Linked DNA regions of Hordeum vulgare: region 1 is linked to region 2. Evidence: chromatin contacts called from public Hi-C data. All regions are on one chromosome and are shown on one strand. The core of a region is the stretch at or near the end of the contact, and the rest is flanking DNA. Distances in the headings are between cores, read along the strand shown.

The links. Hi-C and Micro-C count contacts between places; a contact is called where the count stands out from the background.
Region 1: a contact with region 2 is called in a Hi-C map of seedling, with 3 times the contacts expected there. The contact joins the promoter of LOC123425842 here to the promoter of LOC123425835 in region 2. A contact is called at or near these places in 2 of 6 Hi-C or Micro-C datasets (leaf and seedling).

What each region holds. Positions count from the first base shown.
Region 1 is chr2H:202,109,502-202,112,992 of MorexV3_pseudomolecules_assembly, reverse strand. It overlaps LOC123425842 (protein translation factor SUI1 homolog), which reads right to left and starts at 1,923. Exons shown (of 5, transcript XM_045109586.1): 1 at 1,672-1,923; 2 at 625-700; 3 at 324-535; 4 at 157-210; 5 at 1-69. The coding sequence starts at 661. The coding sequence ends at 25.
Region 2 is chr2H:201,410,705-201,414,564 of MorexV3_pseudomolecules_assembly, reverse strand. LOC123425835 (glycerol-3-phosphate acyltransferase 9) reads right to left here and starts at 2,151. Exons shown (of 13, transcript XM_045109577.1): 1 at 1,928-2,151; 2 at 1,765-1,822. The coding sequence starts at 2,013. LOC123425834 (pre-rRNA-processing protein ESF1-like) reads left to right here and starts at 2,325. Exons shown (of 7, transcript XM_045109575.1): 1 at 2,325-3,022; 2 at 3,661-3,777. The coding sequence starts at 2,381.

The sequences.
Region 1 (3,491 bases), core at 674-3,173, 700 kb before region 2:
CTCTGATAAGGAGCTGGCAGTTGCTCAGAAACCATGAATCTTGATGTGTTCCTTCTTCACAATGCCCGCCTGCGTCGACACATTATATTAGACATCTTCATCCATGTTTGTCAACTGCAGCTGTACCGAGCGTAAGACAAGGAGAAAAGTGTTTACCTGGACAAGGAAGTTTGAGACGTTCTTCCTCTGATCACCCTGGAGTTGAATGACCTAAAGCGGAAAACAACAGCAATGATCAAGATAACTGGCTTGCACAAGAAAATTGTGAAAAAAATGGACATGGTAAGGGATAACGAGTTAGTTTGCTCGTTGTTTCAACACACCTGTCCAAGTTCTGTGTCCTGGACAACTGTACCATTGCAGCAAAACTCTTTCTTGAGGTCTTTGAGGATCTTGCTGTAGCTGAACTCCTTCTTCAGACCCTGGACAGTGGTCAGGCTCTTGCGACCATTACGCTGCTGGATGCGTACATGCACGTAGTCCTTTGATCCGGCAGCTGCACCAGCGTCCCCAGCATTCGCCTCGGCAAAGGGGTCTGTATGTAGCAGCAAAACAATTAAGCAAGACACTCCAAACAATGCAAGCAATTTCAAGTATACTTGGGATGGAAAACGACAGGCATACCAAAGGCAGTTGGGATCTGAACGTCGAGATCAGACATGAAAACTCCTGGTGAGAGTGGCAAAAGCTACACCAAGAACTGTACACAGTAAGAAAATGAATCATTAGGGCATGCGGTACAGAGAGGTGAATGACAGCCTCATAATTTCTCATTTGTACAAGCAAGCAGTCCATGGCTTTGACCACTGACAAAATAATTTGCATCAGAGGTACTTATTTTGCACAGTTAAATTAAATTAAAGAAAGATAAAATCATCGAATCAGTGAGGTATTTCTATACAGAAACCAAGGAACAACAGTCAAAGCCAAACTGATGCCTTACACCACAAGCAATCAGCACTGTTCTTATTGGACCTAAATGATTACTGAACAATTTTCCAAAACTAGTCGAGCAACCTGCACGATTCGTGCGGCGAGCTTTGATGTCTTCTACCATTATTTACAGTTTTCTTATATATGTGAATTTTATCATCCTTTATGATCGTTGTTTCCTTCAGATTTTCTTAGGTAGTACATACTGCGAGTTTTTCCTAAAAAAAGGTTTCTTCCAAGTTCAAAATCACAAATAGCATGTCTTAATATGTACAGGCATGTGCAGTGCTGGTCTTAACATAATTTAGTTGTCCTGACAAATTTATACCCTTTGCTCAAAAAGATGTTTCTACGAAATGAAAATACCTGTATTGAGCTAATCATGCTATGTTTGTGCAGAAAAATAGCATCAGGATTGGAATCTCTAATCTTCTTTAGAAAAACATCATAGATATCACAATCAATACGCGATTGTACAGTATATATAAGAACACACGACCTTATGAATAGGTGTCGAAAGAGAACAAGATCCAAGAATACCTACCCGGCTCGACCCTAAATGAATCCCTAAACGGCCTAAGAAAGAAGCACGGAAGAGCATAACAGGATCGCAAGTCAAGATCAATCTATAACCATACAGATCCTCACCACAGAAGGGGATCCTGATTATACAGAACTAACCGCAGATCAACAACAGGCCATAGAGATGAAGCAAGAACCACGGTGCAGGGGGCATACCCTCGGAGGCGGTAGAGGAGGAAGAGATCAGCCAAGAACTTCTCCCGGGAAGATTTGGATCGCGGAGAGGCGCCTGGTAGTGAGTCCTTGGTGTTCTTCCTCCTCTTTGGGTTTGATGCCTCCTATATAAAGACGAGGGAAGGAGAGGAATTTATAGACGGGCGGAGGAGGACGCCTCTGGGTTCCTTGCCTTGCCCCCCTTTTCCTCTCCTCTCTCTCCCCTCTTTAGGCCGCAAAGCCTGCCCTTCTCCACCGTCAGTTGGCTGAATATTATTATTCGGGTTAGTTACTTTGTGGCAGCCACTTTGTCGGTGTTCGTGTGCCGAAGTCGGGAATGGAGCACGAGGGAAACGGGTTCTTCTAAAACAGGGTACACCGTCGTTGTTGCTTGCTTTCAAGGGCTTGTTTGTTTTGTAGGGTCTAATCAGAACTTGGACCCTGCGAGAAGAAAACAGATTGATTGATTGTGAGCATATATTATTAAATTTACATCACATGAACTTTAAAGCAGTTTTGGGTCTGTCTCATGAGGCATTGTTCGAATCGGCAGTTTTTCGCAAGCGAGGCCCTATCGAGCCACATGGACGGTGAGGGTTACACGCGAGGAGCCACCCGAGAAGCTACGTTGCTTCCCGAAGCGATGGCAGTTATTACGCTCATCGATCTCTCTCCCCACTCTACTCTTCCCTCTCTCCACTCACCTACGGCGAAGGCAGTGTGCAGCAGATCGGAGAACAGCAAGTCGACCTCCGGTCACCTTCACCGGCATCCGTGATGCAACACTTCGGCAATGGCGGTAAGCAATTTTTCCCCTCCGCACCTACTACTTTGCATTCGATTCGGGTTTAGTTTCGATCCGCGTTAGGGAACGGGGAATCGGGGTATCATAGCATCGTCATGGCTAGCGGTAAATATGAAGTTCCCGATCCGTATTGAGTACAATAGGGATGCGATTAGGGTTCATCTTACACGGTACGCACAGATCTTATCCTCGGGGACCCCAGAGGCGATTGGAGCGGCGGGTGGCCTTGGCCTTGGTCTTGGTCTTCTTCGTCTCTTCTTCCTCATCGGAGTCCAGCTCGATGGGCATGCTTCGGTGCCCTCGTTCCGCACCCTCACAATCATGGCCACAGCATCTTCTTCCACCTTCATACCATCGGTTCATGATCCTCCTCCAATGGCACCACCATAGTGTTTGTGGTGAAGTACACTGTCGCACGATGATCATGAGGACGCCGGTACTATCTTTACTTGGCCCACTTTGCCCTCTGTCCAACGTCGCCGGAGTCGGCCTAATTCATGGCCCAAAGAAGTTTGTCGACTCACATAGCGCCCTTCCCTGGGTCAGGAATCAATGTCTTCAACTCCTCCGACGTGTCCTTCTTCATCACAACGTCTGACTCTTTGTGCAGCTCTTCCATGCTACTGAAGTTTGAGCACACTTCCATGTTGTTCTCAAACTTGGTACGGTTACCGAGTGAGCACCCTAGAAAGAATGCCCTCCATCCAATGCCCCAGGGGAAAAGGGTTGAAGATGGGGTTGGGGTTCGACTTGCTACCGGAGTTCATGTCGATGGGTTGGAGGAAGAGTGAGAGATAGATAGGTGGAGTGGTGACCGTTGTCGGTGTCAAAGCTGTCTGATCTCGAGTAGGGGGTCTGAACTACGGACCTTGGGTCGATGGGTAATATGAGACGAAGGAGATGATGTTTTACCCAGGTTCGGACCCTCGTGATGGAGGTAATACCCTATGCCCTGCTCTTGTTGTATTGATGAAGTAGTACAAAGTACATAGTTGATCTACCTCGAGATCAGATGTTG
Region 2 (3,860 bases), core at 902-3,401:
CCCTAATGGGACACCTGGTTCCAGGACAAGCATGACATGCGCCGGCTAACATTTTTTGCCGGCCGTGGTCGTAGCCCACCTCGTGTGCCTCATGCGCGCGCACCAAGCCTACCCAGAGCGCACGGCAAACCCTCCCCGTCTCCGCCGCCACCACAGCCTCCCATCATGACGGCCAAGAAGGAGGAGCGGCTCGTGCAGGCCGTCATGAAGGACTCAGAGCGGGAGTACAAGCGCCAATAGGAGGACGAGTGGGAGGGCCTGCAGGAGATGCTCGAGCTATCGGCCTCCGGAGATGTGTACGTGCCGGAGCTAGACGTGAAGCAGGAGGTGAAGATGGAGGTGAAGGAGGAGGCCACGGAGGAGCGTACATGGGCGCCGCAGTCACCACCACCACCACCGTCGCCGCCGCAGCCTGCACAACACGCGCCAGACCCATTCTGGACGCCCCCACCCTGCATCAACCTGACGAGCAACGACGAGGATGGTGGGGCCTGAAGACGACGACGAGCGACGACGGCGGCTTCTGCAACACGCAGGGCGGCCGCATTATCTTTTTTTATGTTTTTAAGTTTATATTAAGTATTGTGCGTGGGCCGTGACTATGGTGGATTTTTTAAGTTCATTAATTATGTTTTAAGCTATTTTGCAATGTTTTTTTATTTTCAATGCTTTTTAAGTGTTTTTTTTATTTTAAGTCCAACACAGACAGGTTTAGGATGCGGACGCACGTTAGGTGCCCCGACCTGCGGACGACCAAAACCAAACATGGGCGTCCATTTTGCCACCCCAAACGGACGAAATTCGGACAAAACGGATGTCCGTTTGGGGTCACGCGTAGGAGTTGCCCTTAACAGAATAACTAAAAATCCTCCAAAAACTCGTTTTCTGAAATCTCACATCTAATTCCCTATATCCAAACAACCACTAAGGAGGAGTTGTGACAGTACTAACTACTGGGTTATCATCACTTCGTAAAAAGTTGACTTTATCGAGCAAAACAAAAAGATCAGCAGTTAGACGATTTTTCATCCGATCGGAAAGTTGAACTTAACAATGGGAAGAACTTCTGTAATCTACAATACAATCACTATATCGAAGGAATACTCATCCAAGCACCAGTGGTTCTAGCGGGAGAAACGTGTTAGCCCTATCAATTGGGTGTTCGCATAATCTAAGTCTTAAGTTAGTGGCTCACTCAGCCAGACCGAAGCCTTCATAATAAATATTTCAAAATTGCATAACGGTGAATACTAACAGTGCAATTCTCAAGAGTTAAAAAATCGGAAAATATAACAAAACACCTCCTCCTAGATAAACAGAAAAAACGAAAACAGTCTTTCAAATGACTGACCGTATTGCTTTCTATCTAGTCCAGGATCATTCACTATTTTAAGTCAAATACTTAAACTACAGCTAGAGATGTGTTGAGTAGAATAGCCATATACAGGTAATATAATGGCAGTAAACAACAAGCTAACCCTCAAAAGGTCAAGAGGTCTTAAATCAAGGTGGCAATTGACAGGACATCCATATAATAGCAACATGCTAGAATCCTACACGAACTGAACCACAACCACACAGACTAAACATTTGTAAATCAAAATTATAATTCCTACACACCTTTCCACCAAATAGTAGAGGTGAAAGAGGCCCGTTTCTCGTTATCCTAAACCTTGCAGATCATAAGCCTAGAAACGACTACTGACCTCGTACATTCCCACAGGAAACGAGAGAGAAGGTAAAAGGATCAGATAAAGCACTCACATCGACGATGGCACCCGCTGCCTCGGTGAGCACTGGCGAGATGTCCAGAAGATCGCGCCTGAAAAACCGCATCAAATGCCTCAACAATCTGGCTGGAATCGATAATCAAGTGGGCGAGATCGAGAAGCAAGCGAGGCGCGGTGGCAGGGGTTAGGGCTATTACAGGGTGAGACTCCTGGGGGGTTCCTGCGGGAGCGAGTCCGCGGGGAGGTAATCGTCGAGGTTGGGCGCGTCCAGCGCCGACGCCATCTTCTCCCAGCGGCCGACGCCGGCGAGACGATGGCGACGTCGATGACGCCGCGGAAGGCTTGGCGATGGGGCAAACCGGTGAGATTGGGCGTAATGAGTCGTGGTACGTCTAGCGAATTGATGATGCCTGGATCAGACGTACAGCGAGGGGGTGGCTCATAAACAAGTGGACACCACCATTCTGCTGACATGTGGGGCCTGTTTGTGAACATGGGCCAAAGTGCCGGTCATTTATCGGCCAGATCTTTGTGTAGTCCACCTCGGCCCACGTAGGATCCATATAGTCCAGGTCGTTCGTTACTCCGGCTACCCTCCATACCCTTTGCACATCCTCGCCACCGCCGCTCCATCCCTAGGAGCAGCCGCCATGGCGCCGACGGCCGACTCCGTCGACCTCAAGGGTCAAAAGAAGGTCAAGAAATCCAACTCCAAAGACGAGAGAAAGCACCGGAAGGATAAGCATGAGCGTCCCGCCGCGGACGGAGCGTCTCTCCGCGACGACGCCAAGCGCAAGCACAAGGGCGGGCAGGAGGGGAAGGAGCACGGCAAGAAGCCCAAGAAGGAGAAGAAGGCTGGGGCTGAGGCCGAGGCTATGGTGGCGGGGGCTGCGGAGGCGAAGCGGGGAGACGAGAAGATGAAGCGGGCGATGGAGGACGAGCGGTTCGCGGCGGCGCGGACCGACCCGAGGTTCAGGCCGATGCGGCGGAGGGAGGCGAAGGTCGCCCTGGACTCGAGGTTCAACGGCATGCTGACCAACCCGATGTTCGCTTCGTCGGAGGCGCCCGTGGACAAGCGCGGCAGGCGCCGCAAGAAGGGCGCCAAGGAGAACCCCATGCTGCATTACTATCTCAAACAAGAGGAGGGGGATGAGAAGGAAAAAGAGAAGGAGAAAGTGAAGCTGGTCCAAGAAGATGAGGACGATGAGGTGGAAGAAGAGGATGAGCAAGTTGAACAAGAGAGTTCTAGCAGCGATGATGAGGAGGAGGAGGAGGACGATGACGATGACGAGGTGACGTTTCCCATCCAATTCTATGAATTTTCGTTTGATTATCATTCTCTGCAATTATAAAGGTTGCATCCTTCTCCACTCTCGCTTGTCAATTGGGAGAGAATAAAACTATAAAAGCACGTCCTTATGTTGATATATGAGATGTATGGTCCGGTTGGTCGTTTGTAATTGTTTGATATGTGCTGTTTAATTCAATCTTTCATGTGGATAGCACAGATGCTGTTTTAATCCCAGCTATGGAGGTTACAGTTATGGGGATTTCTTCAACTTGTGGTGTATGTTTGTGCTTGCTGTAGTGTTATTTTTTTCTTGTGGAACGTGGAGCTTATTGGGAGATGCTTGTTAGAGACAGAGAGTTGTGTGTTTCTGTAAGCCATGCATCTCATTATCTGACTGCAAGAACCATTTCAAACTGCGACTCTTGATCTTATATACTGGGTTTTTTTCTGCAACTTACTGCATGGTTGGTTTTATTGCCTGCCAGTACGGGTCTCTTAGGTTATGTGTTTTTATTTCTAGGATTTCCGTATGGTTACTAAACTATCTTGATGGGACACTTTACTAGCTGTATTTCTCTTGTCGCCAAGAGATACATGTTTCTTGCATTCCTTATAATTCCTGCTATCTTTTTTCTGCAGTGCTCTGTTGGCAGTGACATTGCTCATTACTTGATGGCGAGGCATGATGATACACCTATGATTGATAAGGAAACTCATAGGCTTGCTGTTGTTAACATGGACTGGGATCACATTAAGGTGTGTGCACTAATTCATTAATTATATTATCATGATAAGTAATCCTGTGCGCAAACTATTTTAGGCAATTTGGTTATTTCCGT